Regions from separate parts of the Callithrix jacchus genome. Here region 1 is linked to region 2. A link is a contact called in public Hi-C data. All regions are on one chromosome and are shown on one strand. The core of a region is the stretch at or near the end of the contact, and the rest is flanking DNA. Distances in the headings are between cores, read along the strand shown. Region 1 has its middle 49 kb from the start of PPM1B. Region 2 holds the start of PPM1B (protein phosphatase, Mg2+/Mn2+ dependent 1B).

Region 1 (4,419 bases), core at 876-3,375, 49 kb after region 2:
AGAGCTAGACTCCATCTCAAACAAAAAAAAAAAAAAAAAAAAAAAAAAGAGAGAGAGAGAGAGTTAAAATGCAAATATTACTATCAGGGAACTCACTTTAAGTCCTTATTAATTAAGTCTTCCATAACTTCTTGCTATCAATTAATAACATTAGCAAAGATGGAAAGTCTCCACATGACAGGGAGTGGGAAGAAATTACAGTAAATCCAATTCTGAAGGAAAAATAGCCATATTAAAGGAATATAGACTGCCTGCTAAAGATAGGTTTCAGTTACCTCTGTTTGTTGCAGGCCCAACCTAAGAGAGGATGGACTAAACCACATGATGTTTCCAAAGTTAGCTCTAGGCCAAATTTTTGTAAGAGTGAAGCTCATTTTCTGCCCCTCTCAGAACCCTGTGTTGATTTTATTTCTCCCTTCAAAGCCTCTAGCACCCTCAAACTGCTCCTTCTCCTAGGCCTGCTATCCTGGCTGACTCAAGCTGATGCTCCATTGTAGGGCTATGCAAGACGGGCATTCTCCTACCTCCCACCTTCCTACTCTTCTTTATTCCCTCACATCACAATTTACCTGTCTGTTTACTCAGGGAGCTGTTAAATCAGGAGCTAAAGGAAGCATCATCTTTTTATTTTTAGCATCTGATGTAGGATAGCTGTACAAAGTTGATTTTTTTTTTCTGAGATGGAGTCTTGCTCTGTCACCCAGGCTGGAGTGCAATGGCATGATCCTGGCTCACTGCAACCTCTGCCTCCCAGGTTCAAGTGATTCTCCTGCCTCAGTCTCCCAAATAGCTGGGATTACAGGCACATGCCACTGTGCCTGGCTAATTTTTGTATTTTTAGTAGAGATGGGGTTTCACCATGTTGATCAGGCTGGTCTTGAACTCCTGACCTCGGTTGATCCACCTGTCTCAGCCTCCCAAAGTGCTGGGATTATAGGTATTAGCCACTGTGTCCAGCCCAAAGATGATTTTTAAGTGGATACTGGTCTCGAACTCCTGGTCTCAAGCAATTCTCTTGCCTTGGCCTCCTGAAGTGCTGGGATTACAGGCATGAGTCACGACACCTGGCCCTGTTGATAGCCAATAATTTGGAGGGAGATATTTTGGAGGGAGGATGGGTCTTCTATTCCTCTTGTCTCCTTTTAGGAGAACTTCCATTTGTGGATAAGACTATTTGACTGGGCTTAGAGATAACTTTTCCTGGTCACTGCCTGAGTGTGGATATAGAAGTAGAAAAAACTTGCCGGGCGTGGTGGCTCATGCCTGTAATCCTAGCACTTTGGGAGGCCAAGGTGGGTGGATCACCTGAGGTCAGGAGTTCAAGACCAGCCTGACCATCATGGTGAAACCCCATCTTTATAAAAAAAAAAAAAAAGGAAGCAGGAAAAACTTCTTCTGCACTCTTAAGTTCCTTACTTGGAATGTGCAAATTAAACTGACAAAAGCAGATTCACAGGAGAAAAGGCATACAAATTGTATTTTATGTGCAAGGGGATTCACAACAAAGAAGTGAAAACCCAAACAAGTGATTAGACCTGAGGGCTTATACACCATTTTATTTTATTTATTTATTTTTTGAGATGGCGTTTCGCTGTTGTTACCCAGGCTGGAGTGCGATGGCATGATCTTGGCTCACCACAACCTCTGCCTCCTGGGTTCAAGCAATTCTCCTGCCTCAGCCTCCTGAGTAGCTGGGACTACAGGTGCGCACCACCATGCCCAGCTAATTATTGTATTTTTAGTAGAGATGGGGGTTTCACCTTGTTGACCAGGATGGTCTCGATCTCTTGACCTCGTGATCCACCCACCTCGGCCTCCCAAAGTGCTGAGATTATAGGCGTGAGCCACCGCCCCCCTCCGCCCCCCACTTATATACCATTTTAACAAATGGCAATAAATTGTGGACAAGCAACTAGACAAAGGAAAAAGGCATTTGGGTTATAGAGAGGTAAACTGTGGGAAGGTGACTAGAAAATGTATGATATATAAAGGTTTTTAGTAAGGTTTGTTATGCAGATTCAAGTTGTCCCTGGTGATAAGAGTTGTCTCTGGAGTCATTCTCGTCTCCCTTATATGAGAGAGTGGGACACTTTTACAAATGAAAATTTATGCCCTGCTTCTAGGGAGAAAGACAAAAGCCATTTGTTTCTGCTGTTTCTCAATTATGTTAAGCTCAAGTAGTCCTTATGCCAAAGTGACATATTGAGGTGGCATATTCTGATTCCCTTCATTGGTATTTTAAAAGAAGAGATATATTAAAGCCCCTCTTCCCCACCAAGGATTCCCACACAGCAGCAGAGTCAGATAGGAAGTTTAATGAAATAATAAAGCAGGCATTGCCCTAGAAATCAGAGCACAGTCCAGTTCTCTCTGTAACCTGATTCCACCATTCACTTTTAATTTAGCCATATTACTGTAAGTTTATTAAAAGAAACTTAAATTATTATTTTGACTATGTGCTTGCTTATACTTAACCATAATGTTGCCCATAACACTCTTAATAAAAGGAATTTAAATAGATAGGTTGAATATATGCTTATGTATACTTAATCAGAATTTGACCCATAATACTCAGTGTCATTGTGTCTCACAAAATGTCCTAGATATACTGTGATCTTATTTCTAGTAGCTAAATAAGCTAATCCCCATAAAGCCACATGAGTACTCCACTGTAATGTAGTACAAGGAAGAATTAGGATGTTCTCAGTAGGCAACTGCAATAAGCTACATGCTGAGTCACTGAGCTGATCTATTTTTAATCCAATGAGCGAAACTTCTATTTGGTGTGACCTTATCTGAATGATATCTTTGCAGAGCTTGTAAAAACTACACCATTCCAAAAAATTAAGACAATGTTCATTTTCATGACTCTCTGACAAAATAATTATGCTGCTTATTCAGTTAGACATAAATCTTTTATTTTAACAAGATATTGAGTAAGTATTACCTTTATAAAGCCAGATAGGCAGCCAAGATGTAAAAACAAAACAAAATGAAAGAAAGCTTAATAAAATGAAATTTCTATTTTTCTTTGAGAATTTATCTACATAGTAATAATAATGGAAATGTATTACTTGTGGCACAAAGTATATGCTTGTTTTACATATAGTTCTCTGTACAGAAAAACTAAACTAAGGTCATTGCAAAAAAAAAAAAACTAAGGTCATTGCATGATACTCCTTTTGATGGTGTCAAAGTAGGTGAACAAATAGCTTTGTTATTGGTGGAAAATGTTCCATCAAAATTGTCAAACTCCTGATGGTATAACCAGGAAAAAAAAACCACTAGCATTTGTAAGCCCACTATCAAATAGGAAAGGCAAAATTTTGTAATCGGAAACTAGGTAGAATTTGTTAGTTATTCCCTTTTTAATTTCCACAAGAAAAGAAATAATTTGATGCCAATTGTTTAAAAAGATTGAGAGAGATGCTAATGTCTGGTGTTAGTTAATTGTCTCTTGTTAAGAAAATCATACACAGGATACTTTTAGATCAGGGACAAAGCATCATTGTAAAATTGTATAGGATAGGAGGACTTCAGTTTATCAAGTCTAAGGATTTTTGTCCATGGAGTTGGGATTCATTAATTGATATTTTAGATGAATTTCCTTTAAAGACTTCAGCAAATTAACATAGTTATTTTTCATCTTCCAGGCAACAGAGACATCTTCTTAGCAATAGCCTTGGGAATATGGATCTAGAAACCCCATTTCCACTTTTGAGTCATACCTACCAGCAAAATCTTTTTCCCACTAATTTTCTTTTTTTTTGAGATGGAGTTCCACTCTGTCACCCAGGCTGGAGTGCAGTGGTGCAATCTCAGCTCACTACAACCTCTGCCTCCCGGGTTCAAGCCATTCTCCTGCCTCAGCCTCCCAAATAGCTGGAATTACAGTCACGCCACCACGCCAGGATAATTTTTGTATTTTTAGTAGAGACAGAGTTTCACCATGTTGGCCGTGCTGGTCGAACTCCCGACCTCAGGAGATCCACCTACTCAGCCTCCCAAAGTGCTAGGATTACAGACACTAGCCCATCCCTCCTACAAATTTTCTGGAGTCAAGACTATCCTTAAAACTGTGGTCAATAATTTCTTAGAAAGTTAGAGGGTCCTAAGGTAGTTGAGACTAACAATGGGAAATTCTACCTTTGGGGTGTCTTTCATCTTCCAAATTCACAATGCATATATGTGTATATAAAATACAAGAATACAACATTAGAAACTGGACATTAAAAATGATATTCACCTTTCATTGTAGATATTGCAAATTGCCTACCCCCAATTACTCTTCTCTTCCTTCTTCCTAATGTAAATTCAGTTTGTTCAGATTGGCAGAGTACCCAGTTAAAAATATTTAACTCCCTGGTCGCCTTTGCAGCTAGCAGTGGCCATGCAACCCAGTTCTGGCAGATAAAATGT
Region 2 (4,483 bases), core at 948-3,447:
ACAAAGAACCACTGCAGAAACTGTCATAAGACTTTATGAGAGCAAAAATAAATGAAGAGGTGAAAACACAACGACCATTAAGAAAAAAAAAACAAAGAAGGCATTGAGAGAAGAAGCACAGAATAAAGATTATCCCTGAAAGAAAATCTGTTGACTAAAAAATATTCTACTTAATTTTAAAATTTCGATTAGAAAAACACACTGTCCATTTAGCAGACCTACAAAAATATTTCCTTAAAAAAAATTACCATTACTTCAACTATATTTTTAAAAGGCCTGTCCACTTGGAAAAGACTATCATAATAATTAGAATAACTTGTCTCACTATTTACTCAGAAATGCTCTATTTAAAAGTAGGCCAACAATAGGAACTTTGCTATTGCACAACAGAGAAAGTAAATGAAATAACATCTATTAACATTCAGTGTCCATGGCATGTTTCTCCACCTCCTAGAACATACTGTGACTTACACTGTCCACCCTGAACAATTTACCACTTCTTCACCCATGCAGTAGCTCAAATAAAGACAGTTCCTGTGTTAATCCCACAATAAACCTCAGTAATTCTCACATCACCATAGTTGTAAACGTTTGTTAACAGAAAAAGAATGTTTTTCCTAAAATAGCTACGTAACACTAAGGCTACTCAAATTCCTAAATAATCCTTTTACAACATGCCTGCCAACTTTACAATACATTAAACATGTGGAGCCTAATTTAAAAGCTCTTTAACTGTGACTTTATCAAAACAGCTTCCTAGTTACTAATATAAAGTCTCTTTTTAAAAAAGCTTTCAAGTTTTTCTTAGAAGAAATTGAATATTGATGAATTTGGGCTGCTATCAAATGCTTAAGAAGCTTTTTTTTTTTTTTTTTTTTTTTGCCAAATAACATGGGCAAAAGTCCTAGATCTGCTAAATCTGACATGAGAGGTCATGCAATTTTAAAAAATGAAGAAATAACTATTTCCAGCACTCACTGAGCCCTTCATTTAAAAAATTATTTTCAGTATTATTTTCACACAGTACGTTTAATAATACAATTTTTTTTTAAGGCTGTTAGGCTTAAAGTATAAAAAACTTATCTACCATATAAGGCTAGTCAGTCTATACTCTTAATGGGGCTCCGGTAGATTTGGGGCACTGACAGTAAGCGGCAGTTTCAATTAAGAACTTCAGTGTTAGGAATGACATCCGAAAAGGATGGTGCTGGGGAAGGCAGGCAAGAGATGCCGAAGTACGATGAGAAGAGAAACACACGATTTAAAGGCACTAAGGAAGGAAAGCGAGGTCAGAACGCATAGACAGCAAGGAGAGAAAGACGATTTAACAAGGAAGTGAAGTGGAGCGCAGAGGAGGGCAGAAGCTGATGAGGAAACGAATGGGAAAAGGCAGTGTTTTCAAACAGTGCATGCATCTGCAAGAGTCGAGCCAAGGCTTGGGGAGCCCCAGTGCTTTCGTGTGAAAGAGACGCTTGCAGACTAAAGCGGAGGGAAGGGAGAATCAATTGGCTTCCAGGCGTTCGAGCAGACTCCCATTCTCTCCCCGCGCCTCTCCCAGCCCTCAGCCGAGCGGAGGCGGCTGCTGGGAAAGGGGCCTACCCGAGAGCCAGGCCCGGCGTTCCCCTGCCTAGGCTCCGGGGCAGCGGGGAAAGTGGCGAGGATTCGGAAGGACAGAGGCCCCGGCCGCGGCTTGGCGGCACCGCGAAAACCGGCCCGGGGCCCGGGGCCTCGGAAGCACTGCTGGTCAGCCGCTTCCCCTCCTGCGGGGCGCCAGGCGGCCTTACCTGAGGCAAAGGAGGGAGGATTGATCTAGGGCGCCTCGCTTACGCCCGCCGCGGAGCCCCCCGCGGTACTCAGCCCAAGTTTCCAACGGAGGCGCGACCCTGCCTCAGCTGCCGCTTCCCCCTCGGGGTCTCGACCGCCGCCTCCGGGGCTGCTTACACCGCCGGGCCCCTCACGCCGCCGCCGCCGCCGCTGCTGCCGCCTTCTCTCCACCCTAGCGCCGTTGCCGATTCGGCCGCCGCCACCTCCTCCGCCGCAGCCTCGTCTCTCTGGAGCATCTTCCAACCACCAACCCTGAGAATCAGAGACTCCAGCCGCGCCGGCAGGAAACTCCCCCGCAACTGCTAGGGGAACCAGGCAGTCAGAGAACCGGCGGCTTTTCCGCCATTGAGCAGCAGCCGCTCGGCTCCTTCTGCAACCCCCTCCCTGCACCCTAGTCCTTCCCCGCCCCTCAGGGAGCCCCGCCCCCAGCTCCCACCCACTGGGATGCCGCGCACCCTCTCGCGGCTTCCAGTTTGCTGGGAGTCTTGTCAATCACCGCTCTCCCTCCCAGCGCGGCTCCCTCCGCACCTCGGTACTTAGTTTACCCCGCCCACCCTGCCCCGCCTCTGACTTTCTAATTTCCCATTGGGCATCAGTGGCCACTTTCAATTGGCAAGGTCAACTGTCCATCAAACACCGCCCACTAAGTGTGACCCAACCCTTCATTACCATTTACTTCATTCGGCCCTGCCTCCGCCAGGTCCTACCTCCCGGACGTCACGGACCAGCCCCCACTACCAGTCATAAGCAGAGCCCTCCGTCAATCAAATAACGCCCACCTGCGCCCCTCCTAGCAAAGCCCAGGCCCCAGCGATCCCGTTTTTTTATTGGTCCAAATCGTGATTCGAACCCCCAGTCACTGGCTTTCTCTGCGTGTCAGTCACTGAGCCAATTTCCAAGTCCGTCACACCGGCTTTTTTCAAATGAACTCGCAAAAGGCGGGGAAGTATCTGGAAAGCTATAGGTTCGTCTTAGAAAACGGTCAAACCCAGAGAGTGTACGGATCCTTTCCGTTCTGTGAGGACCGTGACCCCTTGTATTTGACCTCTAAGCCATGCGTAAAATAAGCGCCATAAGAGACCAAGGAGCAGTCCAGCTATAGGTGTGGACGCCTGGTCCCATCCGGAATTGCAGGGACTTGGCTACTGATTGGCTAAGAAAGTCTTCCTAGGGCCTCATTGGAGGATCTGAACGCCTCTCTTCGGCGTAGAGACGGGAAGGGATGGCTCAGGACAAGAAGCGGGCTGGGGAGACACGGTTGTTTTGCTTCAGCCTCGGGTGGGGCGCACGCGGGAGTGGGAAACTAGGCAGGCCGGGCTCTGGGGAGGTGTTGCAGGGAGGGGAAAGACCCGGATGTTCCCTAACAATGAAGTCATCGCCGACCTATCATAGCCGGCGAGCGGGTATACCTGCCTGACCTGTCCCCTGGAGGGAGGAGAGTGGGCGGGAAATTGAGGTGTCGGAAGAGCCCGGAAAGCAGCGTGAGAAAGTGGGACAGGTGTTCCCTTCAGGAGGATTCTGTGCTATTAGAGACTGTTTTTATACCAGCCCTCGACATTCCCGTATTTTGTTTCTCAGTCACATTGATTTTTAAAACTCCCGGCCTAGTCTCTTGACATGGACTCGTTCATTCTGCAGTTATTGACCGCCTGCTGTTTGCCAGGCACAATACAATAATAAATTAGGCAATCGCGGTACAAGATGATAGGCGCTATAATTGAAACGTGCGCAAGGGCTGATGATGACATAAATGGTCTTCCTTGTGCATAGGTTTACCAAGAAAGGCTTCACAAAGACACAGGTTGAGTCAAGAATGAATGAGAGAGGTTTAACAAGCCGATGAGGAAAGTGGGCATGACTCCTTGTAGAAGACGATGCTGCCGTGTTAGTTTTCTAAACCAGAAACAAAAGTAAAGTAATAGAGGTATTCTAATACTTTATGATAGATTTTTTTTTTTAATCCGAATGTCCTAAAAGAGGACTTAAACCTAACTCCTTTGTTGTAAATTGGTTTGGGCAGACAATTTAAGCTTAGACACAACAGAGTGCTCTTCAGGTTAGGGGTTGTCAACGTTTTGTAGAAAAGGGCAAATTAAAAAAAAAAAATTAAACGGGTAATAGGATAATTGCCCATGCCGTCAAAAAAACAGCAGAAACAAAGACTTAATTGCAATTCAGGTATGGGTTTTGTTTTTTGTTTTTTAAGCAAGCATATTTTACTTTGTAATCAGATAAATCTTTTTTTTTTGAGACGGAGTTTCGCTGTTGTTACCCAGGCCGGAGTGCAATGGCGTGATCTCGGCTCACCACAACCTCCGCCTCCTGGGTTCAGGCAATTCTCCTGCCTTAGCCTCCCGAGTAGCTGGGACTACAGGCACGCACCACCATGCCCAGCTAATTTTTGTATTTTTAGTAGAGACGGAGTTTCACCTTGTTGACCAGGATGGTCTCGATCTCTTGACCTCGTGATCCACCTGCCTAGGCCTCCCAAAATGCTGGGATTATAGGCGTGAGCCACCGCGCCTGGCCTGTAATCAGATAAATCTTAAAAATGCAGTCCAAAAAGCATGTGATTTAGTAAGAGATTTTTAAAAACCTGCCGTGCGCGGAGGCTCACGTCTGTAATTCTAGCACTTTGGAAGGCTGAGGTGGACAGATC

The links. A called contact is a pair of places that touch in the nucleus more often than the background predicts.
Region 1: a contact with region 2 is called in a Hi-C map of skeletal muscle, with 2.7 times the contacts expected there. The contact joins the enhancer-like site here to the promoter of PPM1B in region 2. A contact is called at or near these places in 2 of 3 Hi-C or Micro-C datasets (both in skeletal muscle).

What each region holds. Positions count from the first base shown.
Region 1 is chr14:70,702,701-70,707,119 of calJac240_pri, forward strand. No RefSeq gene overlaps it. Among named protein-coding and RNA genes, the nearest start is that of PPM1B, 49 kb to the left of the region's middle. Within about 2 kb of position 2,126, at least 1 of the 16 cell types and tissues checked has an H3K27ac peak or open chromatin away from gene starts, as enhancers often do. A contact at or near this core is called in skeletal muscle, where this site is marked.
Region 2 is chr14:70,653,991-70,658,473 of calJac240_pri, forward strand. It overlaps PPM1B (protein phosphatase, Mg2+/Mn2+ dependent 1B), which reads right to left and starts at 2,198. Exons shown (of 6, transcript XM_017964363.4): 1 at 1,785-2,198. It also overlaps the pseudogene LOC100391763.